Linked DNA regions of Mus musculus: regions 2 and 3 are each linked to region 1. Evidence: chromatin contacts called from public Hi-C and HiChIP or PLAC-seq data. All regions are on one chromosome and are shown on one strand. Each heading gives the region's core, a stretch centred on a gene start, on an enhancer-like site or on the middle of the called end of the contact. The rest is flanking DNA. Distances are from core to core; before and after follow the strand shown.

Region 1 (4,482 bases), core at 602-3,101:
ATCCAGTTGGAAAGATACAATGTATACGTGTACTCAGTTAGTTGCCTCTATTCATGTCCCTATTTCACCTAATTTGTGTTTTGGTTTTGTTACTATTGTTTTTGGGTTTTTTGTTTTTTTGTTTTTTGTTTTGTTTTGTTTTGTTTTGGAAACAGGGTTTTTCTGTGTAGCCTTGGCTATCTTGGAATTCACTCTGTAGATCAGTCTGGCCTCAAACTCAGAAATCCACCTGTCTCTGCCTTCCAAGTGCTGGGATTAAAGGCATGCACCACCACTGCCCGGCTTGGTTTTGTTTTAAAAGGTTGCTCTGTCTTGTCCTTCCCTGTCCTGCCCTGCCCTGCCCTGTCCCACTGACAGTTTGAATTCTGAACCCAGCTGTTTCCCTGATATACTAGTTTTATGAATAAATTGTGTTGCCTGGAACTTGGTTTTCATAGTGAATTATTCCCAAATTCTCAGACCTTAACATTCTGATCTGAAAAACAGGCCAAAGAATTTCAATTTAGAAGGATTATAATGAATATGACCTGTTGGGGTCCATGAATAGCCACACGCTGACCACTTGGACACTAATCTCAGATATGATGAAAGTTTATTGACTACTTAATTCAGGCTTATCGATTAGGGACATAGAAAGGACTTGGGAACCAGACTGTGCTACCTAGGGCAGACTGGTTATAGGAAAACCAAGTGCAGAAGACATTGTAAAGCCCCAGAGTATCATTACCTGCCGGGAGACACACACCCCCGCCCCCCCATCCGAAGTGAAATGAGACTCTCAGATCCATGCAAAAGCAAGAGGTTTATTTTTCTGGTCCGCTGGGATCGACCTTCAGCGGTCTCTCAGGCAAGAGACCAAGAGACCGGAGGCGACCCTACATACAAGCACCTTTTATACATTTTTAAGCCTATTACAGTAACAACACCTAAGCCCTTGGTGATAAGTTGTTAGGCTGACCTTTTGGCTGATTGGCTGGGCCAATATCAGATCATCCTGGGAGAGTAACTTCGTTCCCCAGAGGGCCCAGGTGGCCTTCAGCCAGGACGTTGTATGATTTTTCTGAGAAGTGTTTTGTCAGTCATTTCTGCGAAATCGTCCTGGGGTCGGGAGCGAGAAATTCTCCCTTGAGGCCTAATACCCTCTCCTGGAGCCATCTCAGGGTTCGATCAGAGTCGCTTAGTCTTATCAGTATTATGAGCTGCCCTCTAAGCTGACTGGTACTAAGTGAGATGGGTAAGGTGGTAGTTAGGGGTTTCCAGAGTATTGAGCTAACAGAGCATGAGTATTATGGAGAACGTTATGTCAGCTACGAATAATTACTTCTAGGAAGCACAATCTGAGAACCTGTACTTAATTTCACCTTATGAGCAATATGGAGACTAAAATCAAAATAGCTAGTCATGTTAAACGGAACAGGCCTTAATATGTCCCATTCCTGGAATGACCCAGGACTGCATGGTTCAGCTCTTGCTTCAGGCGCACTCTGTGGAGATGACTACTGCAGTCCTGTAAACCCCGTGTTTGAAGTCGGTGTCTGTATCTGACTAGAGACTTGGTTTGCTTCATGGGACCTGGCATCGCACCAGCAAAAGCAGTGACCTGCCATTAGCCTTTGCCTGGACAGCGACTTCTGGCGACTCTTGGGCAGGAGAAGCAGTAACTGGCAATAGCGGGCAGGAAGAACTACAAGTCCCAGGGGGCTTTGCTCCCGCTTTGGATGCCTCTACATTTTGTGCCAGTTAGTTCTGAGCAGCCCTCAGTTCTGCCCAGAGAGAGCGCTGAACTTCCTCTTCCGCTCCTAATGTGGCCACGCCCCAGGTCCAACTCTGTGACGTCATTTAGGTTTACCAGTCCTGCGCGACCGGAAGTTGGTTGTGGAGGGCCGCAACTGCCGTCCAGGCTTAAGAGGGCTTCCGCGATGCCTTTGTCCGGAGTAGTCAGTCAGCTCCTGGAACTGTGAGTCCGCCCCAGCTCCCAGTCCCTTCCCTCACGTCCTGCTGGCTCCTAGTCCTTGTCCCGGCTTTGTGTCTGGTCTCTGAGGACTGTGGTGCACCGTGGGGCTGGCGGCTCCACCCGATGGCCTGTCTCAGGTGGGCGTTGAGGGTGAAGGCAGAACAAAAGAAACCTGGAGCCAGGCTGGACCAACAAACCTCCACTAATACCGGCGTGACTCGCTAGCTTTGGGACCATGAACAGTAACAATCTCTCCCGATTGTACAGGAGAGCTTTCTAAAATTCGGATAACAGTAGGGCGTGGCAGTTCACGCCTATAATCCCAGCTATCCGGAAACTGAAACAGGATTGCCACAAATTCGAAGCTAACGGGGTAATGTTGTAATACACACGCATACCCAAGCAAATCGCGTATTAGTACCTGTCTCAAGGAGTCTTTGTAAGAATCAGCTTAACATATGTAAAGCCCTTAATCCAAACACTTCTTGAGAATTCAAGTTGAAGTTCAAGGCTCTTCAGCCATATAGTGAGTTAGAGGCAGGCTTTAGTATTACTTGTTATTTCTATTTTTAGAAAGAAAAACTATTAACAGAAAAGCAGGAATGGTTTAACAATTGGAAACTACAAAGACTACATTGGTTCCGTTGTTGACTTAACAGTACATAAACAAATGTTATTTCTTGCCTAAGTTCCAGCTTTTTCTTCTGTATTGTTTTGTTGCTATTTATTTTTCCTTGAGACAGTCTCATGTAGCCTATGCTGGCCTAGAACACATTGTGTGTGTAGCCAAGGATAACTTTAAACTTCTGATCCTTCTTCATTCATTTCCTGAATGTTGAGATTACAGACACACACTATATTATTCCCAGTTTACCTCAGCCTCCTGAGCCCGAGGCAAGCATAATGCCAACTCAGTTATATCCCCAACCCTTTTGTTTTGAGACAGAATCTTATGTAGCACAGGCTGGCCTCAGACCCACAATGTCAGGCTAACCTTGAACTCTTGAGTCTTCTGCCCCAGCCTTCCAAATGCTGAGATTATAGACTTGAGTTATCAGCACCAGCTTTGGCTTTGGCTTTTTGAGGACAGGGTCTCATGTAGCATAACAGGCTAGAAATTCATTGTGTGGCAAAGGATGTCCCTGAACTTCAAGATCCTTCTTGCTTGTACCCATAGAGTTCTGGGATTGCAAGTATGCCACAATTGTTTGTGTAGATAGAACTTAAAGCTGACTTACCAGAAAGCAATTTGACAATATTGTTACCATACCACAGAACAATATGGATGCTTTTCTAAAGGGAAATAACTAAATGAGATGTCCAATGTGAAGCTTATAGCCATTACAAAGGGTGAGAATACTGAAATGCTTTTAAGGTTTTCACAAGAGATTGTTGAATGAAAAGGACAGTAGGTACTGAGAAGTAACTATTACCGGAATGCTGTTTTAGGAAACTGACACCTCCCTTCTCAATACCCTTCAATACCTTTATTATATGTTTGTGTGGGGATGTGTATGCAAGCACAAGGGAAGAAAGAATGTGTGTGTGTTTGTAAACAGAATTTGTGGTTGCTTGACACAGGTATGAGTTTCTCAGATGGCCAGAATTTGAAGCCCTAAAACATGTTGGTTACATTGCTTTAAAAGAGGCTAAAGAAGACTCTACCTATTCTGGTATATTGGCTGGTTTTGTGTGTCAACTTAACACAAGCTGGAGTTACCACAAATAAAGTTCCTCAGTTGAGGAATTGCCTCTATGAGATCCAGCTATAAGGCATTTTCTCAATTAGTAATCAAGGGAGAGGGCCCAGCCCATTGAGTGGTGCCATCTCTCTAGGCTGGTGGTCTTGGGGTCTATATGAAGGCAAGCTAAGCAAGCCAGGGGAAGCAGTCAAGTAAAGTGGCACTCCTCTATAGCCTCTGCATCAGCTCTTGCATCCAGGTTCCTATGTGAGTTCTAGTCTTGACTTTCTTTGGTGATGAACAGCAATGTCGAAGTGTAAGCAGAATAAACCCTTTCCTCCCCACTGTGCTTCTTGGTCGTGATGTTTCATTGCAGCAGTAGAAACCCTGACTAAGACACCTACCTGGCTTGTTAGGTTTTGTGGTGCTAAGTATCAAGTCCAGGGCCTTACAGATACTAGAACTACTAAACTACATTCCTAGCCACCACTTTGGTTAAGTGGCATCTTTGTGTCTAGGAACCAAACAAACACAAGATTAGCAAGAAAAACAAAACAAAAACCAAGTTTTCATTAATTTCTGCTTATACTTTGGAACTTTTAAAAAAGTGTTGTTTTTTTTTGTTTTTGTTTTTGTTTTTGTATTTTTCAGAGAAACGGCCAAACTAGAAAGCCTTAACATTTCTGACAAAGAGCAATAATATGTGAAGGAATGGCAGGACAGGGCTGGGTAGTAAATTCTAGAGCTGACAGTGAAAGCTGTAAGGAGGATTATGAAGTTTGTATGACCCAAGGCAACCACACTGCCCAGGCTCTTGGATTAAGGTTGTTTCTGAACAGTATTCAA
Region 2 (4,107 bases), core at 642-3,141, 140 kb before region 1:
AAGGTACAGAATGCTTTGACTGTAAGCTCTGTGTATAAGTTGGGAGCTGATTATTTTTAACTTGTAATGATGTAGTAGCTGGCAGTATGTAGGAGTATTGCTTTGGAGGTGGCCTGTATTCAGGATAAGAAAGTTCGTTGGATGTATACTGTGTCCAGTCAACCAACTGATCTGGTATGAAGTGATTAAGTCCCTGACTTCCTTGATGTGTCATAGGTACTTTTCCAGAATGTAAAGGAGCCATTTGTAGTTGCATAGAATAGGTATCTGATGTGACAAGCTGATTCTGTGGTGGATGCATGTAAGGCATATTAGTCCCTCCGTCGGGATTATGAGATATGGTTGCTTCTGTATGGGAAGGCAACCAGACATTCTGCATAATTCCTGAAGACACTGTTTGCAAATTGTGGTTTGGTTGTTGTGGTCCTTTACCATTTGTAGATACAACTCTTTCCATTGAAGACTGTGAGGCCACAATTGTTCTGGTAGGCATATTAGAAACAGAGATCTGAGTCTGAGGAGTTATATAATTTCTGCCGCTCAGAAGTGGCTGTGAAACTGAATTTGAATTCCCAGAATACATGCATGCTTCTTGGTTATGGAGAGAATAGTTGAAAGAAGTTTGAGATGCTTCTTGGTTATGGGGAGAATAGTTGAAAGAACTTTGAGATGTTGTAGAAGTCATTAAAAAATGCTGCAAGATAGATGACTGGGTTTTAGAATATGGTGGGGGTTTGGGAACATTCTCTTGTTTTGTATTCCAATTCATAGTTGATCTGACTTAGCAGTATTGTAAAGTCTGTGGTTTTGAATGTCATAAATCTGCAAGAAATACAAATAAAGATCTTTTATTAAAAACTTTTCTCTCAACCTCCCTTTGAGACAGCCTTTCTGGCCTAGAACTTCTTCTGTAGACCAGATTGGCTTCAAACTTATAATAATCACACTGCCTAGACAAAATTTGGAAAAAAAAATTAGAAACAAACCATGTCTATGGTAACTAAAGAAGGACCTCAAATTAATAAGCTGTACACTTAATCTGGAAAGAGAATTAGTATAGCAAGCTGCAACAATAATTGAGAAAAATGTCAAGATCAATGATAAAGAACCACTCTGAAGAAAGATGCTATCACCCCGTTACATTTAAGTGGTACTTTTCTACTTTTATTATTTTTGAGGTGTAGGTGATGGACTAGAGTCTCAGGCATGCTAAGCATTCGCTCTAACACTAACTAGGTATGTTAACCTGTTTCCACTTATTTTGATAATTTCTTTAGTCCATGCAATCCATGCTAGTTGTAAAGCAAAGCTTACATAAAAATTTCTTACTGAACATCCCCAACACATAATTATATTGAAGTACACAATACTATCTTCTCATAAAATTTCTAAGCATAAACAAAAATTAATAAATAAAACTTCCCACCTTACTCTCAGCTACTGAAGAAGCTAAACAAGACTGTGAAAATGTCTGGACAATGTGGAGAGACCCTATCTGAAAAACAAAAAAACCAAAAAATCAAAAAACAAATCAAACAAAATCTAACCCCCCCCCTCCCCCACCTCAAGACAGGGTTTCTTTGTGTAGCCCTGGCTGTCCTGGAACTCACTCTGTAGACCAGGCTGGCCTTGAACTCAGAAATCGGGCTGCCTCTGCCTCCCAAGTGCTGGGATTAAAGGCGTGCGCCACCGCCGCCCAGCCAAAAACATCTTTTAAGACAAATGGAATCGTACCAAACTCAATCTACTGTTTGTATTTCATTATCATACACAGGCAGGTTATTTTACTTCACTAAAAATGTTATCTACTTACATAACATTCTACTTGTGGCTATATCACTCCTGACATACCAAGAAGTGTACTTGAGCCAGCACTGGTTGTACATGTCTATAATTAAGCTGAAGCAGGCAGACAGTAAGTTTAAGGAAGCTTACCTGGGCAACTCAGTGGACCCCCCCAATCTCAAAGTAAAAAGTTAAAACTATGGGGGTCCAGATGGTCTGCAGTTTCTTTCTTAAGCACAAACTCTGACTAAAGTGTGACTACATGACTTCAGAACACTGCAGGCATGAGATGATGTCTAAGTAGAAACGTCCTCTAGCACAAACAAGACCACAAGACTAGAGAAGTACGGAAGAGGAACTCAGAGAACAGGGCAAAGAAGCCTTACATTCAATTCTATCTTTAGTAGATAGCTAAACTGCTGCAGGAACAGCTGTGGAAAAAGAAAACTTAATCATTCTTGAAGTGAAGCCAGAGGTCTGTCTAGCACTGCCACGCTTCCAGGACCCTATGCTGTCTGGGGCTGTACTAGCCTAGTCATAAAGACAAAAAAAAAAAAAAAAAAAAGAAAAACATATTTGATTCCTAGTACAAAACTACATCACTTGCAATGCACTGGCTGACAGGGGCATCTTCTTTTCCTTTCGTCAAGACCTTCTTTTGCTTACATCTGAGTGTACACTACTGAGATAAGAGGAAGAACCCACCCAGGAGGCAGTCAGCACCAAAAGGATAGAACTTTCAACCCCACCCATAGCTTTAGAAACAGCAGCAGAGCTTAACTCTGCAAACACCACTATTGAGTGAGATGTGATACAAGGTAGTATTGAGAGGGTAGTGTGTTCTGACTAGAAATGAAAACCCCACCTAAGCCATTAAAAAAAAAAAAAAAAAGGCTTGTCATAGCCACCTCATCCTTCAGTTTTATTGAGTATAAAAAGAAAGGACCGTCATAAGACACCCCTTAATTTTACAATTGTCATTAGAAATGCAAGACTTCCAGGAATGGGATCTGGGACTGTCTTGTGGAACTGAGCCGTTTAACTAGTAGAATTTGATGATACAGGATTGGATGGGAGAGCAGGATACCCAGAATGTATACACACACACACACACACACACACACACAAACCCCAAAACCTAGAGAATGAGTTGGCAGGAAGAAAACTTCCTGTTGTCACAAGTGTTATATGAATATGAGAAAACAGCATTAAAACCATGTGGATTATGTGAAGACACGCTAGAGTTGCTGGCAAACCAAAGGAACCTACAAGGAGCATACCCTGAAGATAAACTTTAAGATACACAAAAATTCTGGACTTCAAGGCTGCTGAATCAAGAACGTTGGCTGAACATTTTGCTATGTTGTATGTGTGTGTATTTGTGTGTGTGTATACATAGTACAAAATGTTATCAGTACTTTACCACTGTTCCAGTTCTGGACAAAGCTCCCCAAATACCAACAGATTTGAGACTGGGTCTCACTATTTTGTCTTATCTGACTATTAACTTGAGGTGATCCTCCTGCCTCTCTACTTCTCAAGTGCTGTAATTACAAAGCATGTTCAACCATGACCAACTGAAAACAGCTATACATCCTGGTAACCCCATGATGGAGGTTGGAGAATAGAAACCACTGGATCTGGGAATTCTTTGGCCAGCTAGCCTATATGAAATGTCCATTCCTGGCTCTTACATGGGTGCTAGGGACTTAAATTTGGGTCTACTTGGTTAAATAGTAAACACTCTTACATCCTATATATTTTAGTTATTTCATAGGAGCATGTAGTGATTTGGATGAGAATGGTTCATGTAGGCTCATATATATGAGTGCTTAGTTCCCACCATTTGGTGGTACTATTTGAATGGGATGAGGAAATGTGGCTTTTTGGAGGAGGTGGGTCACTGGGGGTAATGTTAATTGGGATGGATTTTTGAGGTTTTGAAAATGGGGGTATTGTTAATAGAAGTGGCTTTTAAAGCCACACCCTTCCAAGTTAGCTCTCTATGCCTCATGTTGATGGACCAAGATAAAAGCTCTCAGCTACTGCTTAAATTGTCTTAATCATGGTGTCTTGTCTACACAGCAATAGAAAATTACTAAGAGCATAAGTTGGTTTTTTGAGCCAAAATATAGGATTTTCTTAAAATTTATCTACTGAAATATATTTTACATATTGAGGGGCATAATATAATTTGATACATGTTCTCAATGCACAATGGTTAAGGGTTAAATGAGGCAGTAAGCACTTCCACTTGTTTAAATTTTAATCATTATTTTGGAGAGAGACTTTCTTCTTTTTTTAAAATCTTAGATGCCAACT
Region 3 (4,159 bases), core at 1,464-3,963, 170 kb before region 1:
GGTGTATGAGTTTCGACCCCAGAGCTCTGGTCTGTGTGCTTTCATGTTGCTGCTTTAAAATTTTGGCTGACCGTCGAGACTCCTCTACCCTGTGCAAAGGTGTATGAGTTTCGACCCCAGAGCTCTGGTCTGTGTGCTTTCATGTTGCTGCTTTATTAAATCTTACCTTCTACATTTTATGTATGGTCTCAGTGTCTTCTTGGGTCCGCGGCTGTCCCGGGACTTGAGTGTCTGAGTGAGGGTCTCCCTTCGGGGGTCTTTCATTAGAACATGGTCAGAAGAATGATGCATGGTAAACAATGGCTTGGGGAACTGTGAGAGCCTCTAGGAAAAAAGGCTGAGGGACTTTTACCTCAGGTACATTGTGTTCCCTGGATTGTTCTTGGATGTGATTTCATGCTTCCTATGACAAACATTTACATTCAATTTATAACATATGTTTATTCTTATTGGATGTCACAACATAGCTATAGAATTCAATCTGGCCAGTTTAAGCTGAATCTACATATGGCCTTCTGCCTCACTTTTGACCTTTCTCAGACATAATCTATAATACATGCAACTGTGTTTAAATTGGTCTATCCTGAGAAAGTTCTGGAAAATTTTGATAATATTTAGTTTGTGCTTACTGACATTTATTTACATGTTTTTCTGAACTCAAACAACCTTCCTTGGATCGTTGCTTTCTTTGTTACGTTCATATACATATCACACACACTGAAACTGAAATAGGGTTGTCTAAAGCATTAAACTAGTCTGCCCACTTCTCAAAGGTTCTCAGATCCAAGTCCCACACACAAGATCTGCACAAGTCAACAAAAGTCAATAGCAGTTAACACTTTTGACCACTGAGCCATCTCTCCAGACACTTCCCTATTCTTTTTCAATTAAATATTGCTTTGGCAATTTTAGAATTATTTTTTTCTAGTTCTATAAGGCATTGTTTGTATTGACACTATAAATCCTATTAGGTCTTCATATTTGTGTGTGTGTGTATGTGTGAGTGTGTATATCTTCAATTCCTTTCATCAGGGTATTGAAAGACCCCCGAAGGGAGACCCTCACTCAAGCCTCAGGACAGCCGCGGACCCAAGAAGACACTGAGACCGAACTCAAAATGTAGAGGGCAAGATTTAATAAAGCAACAGCAAGAAAGCACATAGACCAGAGCTCTGGGGTCGAAACTCATACACCTAGTATGGTGTAGAGGAGAATCGACCTCGAGCCAAATTTTTTACAGGCTTATATAGGAAAAACTCAAGGGGGGAGAGCGGGGCAGGGAAAGTACAAGTTTGCATAACTAAGGGGTTCTGCCAAGGGAATTTTACGTAACTAAGGGGTCATGTCCTATTATTTGGCAATGTACCCGGTTCATTCTGAGGTTGTTCCAGGAGGCCCTTATCTCAAAAATGTTCTTGGAACAGTCTTTAGTTGGGAGGGTTCGAACTCTAGGGTGAGGAGTTCAGGAATGCATTCTGGGGTGAAGAGTTCAGGAGTGTTCTGGGAACAATCTCTAGATGGGAGGGGTCGGGCTCTGGGGTGAGGAAGAGTTCAGTAATTTTTTATCTTTATTCTTCAGTATACTTTGCATTGTAAAGGTTTTCAGTTTCCTGGTTAAATTTATCCTTTGAAATTTAATTTTTTTGTAGCTATTATGAATGGGTTTATTAAAATCTCTCAGCAATTAAATAATTAGTACATAAAAATATAACTACTCTAGCTGGGAGTGTATCTCAATTGGTATGCATGCATGTCTAGCATGTAGGAGGCCCTGAGTTCAGTCTCCAGCACTTCATAAACCAGTTATGCACCACTGTAATCGTAGCTCTTGTGGAATGGAAGCTGAAAAATCAGAAAGGTCATCTTCAGCTACAACCTATGCTAGAGATCCTGTTTTAGGGCCCGGGGGTGGGGGGTGGGGAGCCAGAAAGAGAAAGGTGTGAGAAACAAAACAATGATTTTTGGTATGTGGAATTTTTTGTATCTTGCAACTTTACTGAATCTTTTTGTCAATACTAATGGTCTTTTGATGAATTCCTTATAGTTTTCAATGTGTAGAATCATATTTAGGTCCAGGCATGATGGCACAGTTTTGTTTTGTTTTGTTTTTTTCCAAGACAGGGTTTCTCTGTGTAGTCCTGGCTGTCCTGGAGCTCACTTTGTAGACCAGGCTGGCCTCAAACTCAGAAATACGCCTGCCTCTGCCTCCGGAGTGCTGGGATTAAAGGCGTGTGCCACCACTCCCGGCAGGCACACATTTTTTAATCCCAGACATAAACAGGTGGATCTCTGTGAATTCAAGGCCAACTTGGTCTACAAAGCAAGTTTCAGGACAGCCAGAGCTTTTACATAAAGAAACCCTGACTCAACACACACATATACACACACACACAAACATACACACACATGCACACACAAACATACATACACATATACTCACACACACACAAACATACAAACATACATGCAGAGAGCCCTTTGGAGTGTTGACATTGGCCAAGGACAAGGAAATGGGCCAATGGTCTTGGCAGGAATTTGACACTAGAGCATGACAAAGAAGTAAGCTTAGAAAAAAAAAAAAAGAAGTAAGCTTAGGCAGGAACCTGACATTGGCCAAGGACAAGGAAGTAAGAATCTGGCTTTAGGGTAGAACAAGGAAGTAGGCTCAGATATCTTGATCATCCTTAGAAACAGCTATCACTGGAGTGGTCATGGGGCTTTGTGTTTATTGTCTAGCTTGTCCCTGACTATTGTCTTGCTAGTTCCTCATTGTACTACTCACCCTAAATACTTGCATGTAATTAAAATGGTATTAAAAAGTGGATTGGGGGGCTGGAGAGATGGCTCAGTGGGTAAGAGAACTGACTGTTCTAAAGGTCATGAGTTCAAATCCCAGCAACCACATGGTGGCTCACAACCATCCTTAATAAGATCTGATGCCCTCTTCTGGTGTGTCTGAAGACAGCTATAGTTACTTAGACATAATAATAAAATAAGTCTTTAAAAAAAAAGTGGATTGGGAAAATTAAATTTGCCTTCAGTCTCAGAATTGACTGGGGTCATGCTACAATGTTGTCTGTCATATTTCTTTTTAATCCTCACTCCTGGGCTGGAGAACCTGTTGACTGACGAGCGAGCTTGGTCATTTACACATACATACACACACACACACACACACACACACACAAACATACACATACTCTCACACACACATACATACATATACTCACAAACACACAAATACATACAAACACACACAAATACACAAATAAGAATCAAGAATCATATTTATAAACAAGGAAATCTGACTTCCTTTCTCCCTATTTCTGTACCTTTTATTTCTTTGACCTGAATGCTTCCTCTGGCTAAAATTTGCAGTACTGTAATGAGTGAAAGCAGTGAGATTTAATCCAGATGTTAAAGGAAAGCCCATAGTTTAAAATCCTCTATTATTTTACATTTTAAGAAACAGCTTACTCGAGGAATCGTTCTTCTCCATGGGATTTAGGTAAATTCCATCAATCATGAAAACATCCCCCCCTATTATTGTAGGACCCCAGGAAGGAGCCCCCCCACTCAAGTCTTTGGTTACCCAAAGAAACACGAGAGACCTTTTTGTTGCAAAAGCACGAGGTAGCTTTAATGGCGGAGCTCCTGGTCGATACATATCTCATGCAGGAGACAGAGGAATTGACCCTGAGACTCAAAAACTCGGGGTTTTAATAGGGTAGGGTTTAGGGGCTAGGAAGAATTGGCGTGGTTACATATGATTGGCCCATTCAAACATCAGCAACATGATTATGAGTCAGCAGAGTAGTACGTGCAGGCCTGGGCATATAAGGATTCTAAAGTGTGTGTGTTGGGGGGTGTCTTATCTGAGTTGACAATGCATCTGGTTAATGTTTCAGCTTTTAACTATGCTCTCTATAGAAAGGGGGGTGAGCAGGAGGCACCGGCCTGCCAGGTGGTCAATGAGTCAGGCAAGATAGTCAGAACCAGTTCCTGTATTCCTTCCCTTATCGTTATGACCAAGTGACCTAGCTTCAAGACAAACTCAGGCAGGCCCGGGCTTGTTTTCTTTGCAGTCTAAGTCCCAGGCCTTTTTAGTTTAAACCTTTTATTTTATTTGATTTCCTTTCATTATGACAAAGTCAAACAT

What was found. Hi-C and Micro-C count contacts between places; a contact is called where the count stands out from the background. HiChIP or PLAC-seq counts read pairs in DNA pulled down with a chosen protein or histone mark.
Region 2: an H3K4me3 HiChIP or PLAC-seq map of bone marrow-derived macrophages shows a contact between it and region 1, with 5 times the contacts expected there. The contact joins the enhancer-like site here to the promoter of Amn1 in region 1. A contact is called at or near these places in 22 of 39 promoter capture datasets (the 3T3-L1 cell line, 3T3-L1-derived adipocytes, the C10 cell line and 15 more), 67 of 484 Hi-C or Micro-C datasets (the 3T3-L1 cell line, the AML12 cell line, B cells and 47 more), 27 of 115 datasets of contacts at active chromatin or transcription factors (the 230-238 cell line, CD8 T cells, DN3 thymocytes and 16 more) and 4 of 9 other capture datasets (adipose tissue, bone marrow-derived macrophages, liver and 1 more).
Region 3: a contact with region 1 is called in a Hi-C map of conventional dendritic cells, with 2.8 times the contacts expected there. The contact joins the enhancer-like site here to the promoter of Amn1 in region 1. A contact is called at or near these places in 9 of 39 promoter capture datasets (the C10 cell line, the HPC-7 cell line, embryonic stem cells and 4 more), 1 of 15 datasets of contacts at CTCF or cohesin (CD8 T cells), 24 of 484 Hi-C or Micro-C datasets (B cells, CD4 T cells, the G1E-ER4 cell line and 14 more), 12 of 115 datasets of contacts at active chromatin or transcription factors (the 230-238 cell line, CD8 T cells, T-cell acute lymphoblastic leukemia and 6 more) and 5 of 9 other capture datasets (adipose tissue, embryonic stem cells, liver and 2 more).

What each region holds. Positions count from the first base shown.
Region 1 is chr6:149,186,081-149,190,562 of GRCm38.p6, reverse strand. It overlaps Amn1 (antagonist of mitotic exit network 1), which reads left to right and starts at 1,851. Exons shown (of 7, transcript NM_001113424.1): 1 at 1,851-1,957. The coding sequence starts at 1,920.
Region 2 is chr6:149,322,120-149,326,226 of GRCm38.p6, reverse strand. It overlaps Resf1 (retroelement silencing factor 1), which reads right to left. Exons shown (of 5, transcript NM_026054.3): 3 at 1-822. The coding sequence starts at 769. Among named protein-coding and RNA genes, the nearest start is that of Resf1, 15 kb to the right of the region's middle. Within about 2 kb of position 1,891, at least 29 of the 459 cell types and tissues checked have an H3K27ac peak or open chromatin away from gene starts, as enhancers often do. A contact at or near this core is called in CD8 T cells, bone marrow-derived macrophages, memory CD8 T cells and 3 more, where this site is marked.
Region 3 is chr6:149,355,800-149,359,958 of GRCm38.p6, reverse strand. No RefSeq gene overlaps it. Among named protein-coding and RNA genes, the nearest start is that of Gm38930, 5.1 kb to the right of the region's middle. Within about 2 kb of position 2,713, at least 23 of the 459 cell types and tissues checked have an H3K27ac peak or open chromatin away from gene starts, as enhancers often do. A contact at or near this core is called in the G1E-ER4 cell line, bone marrow-derived macrophages, conventional dendritic cells and 2 more, where this site is marked.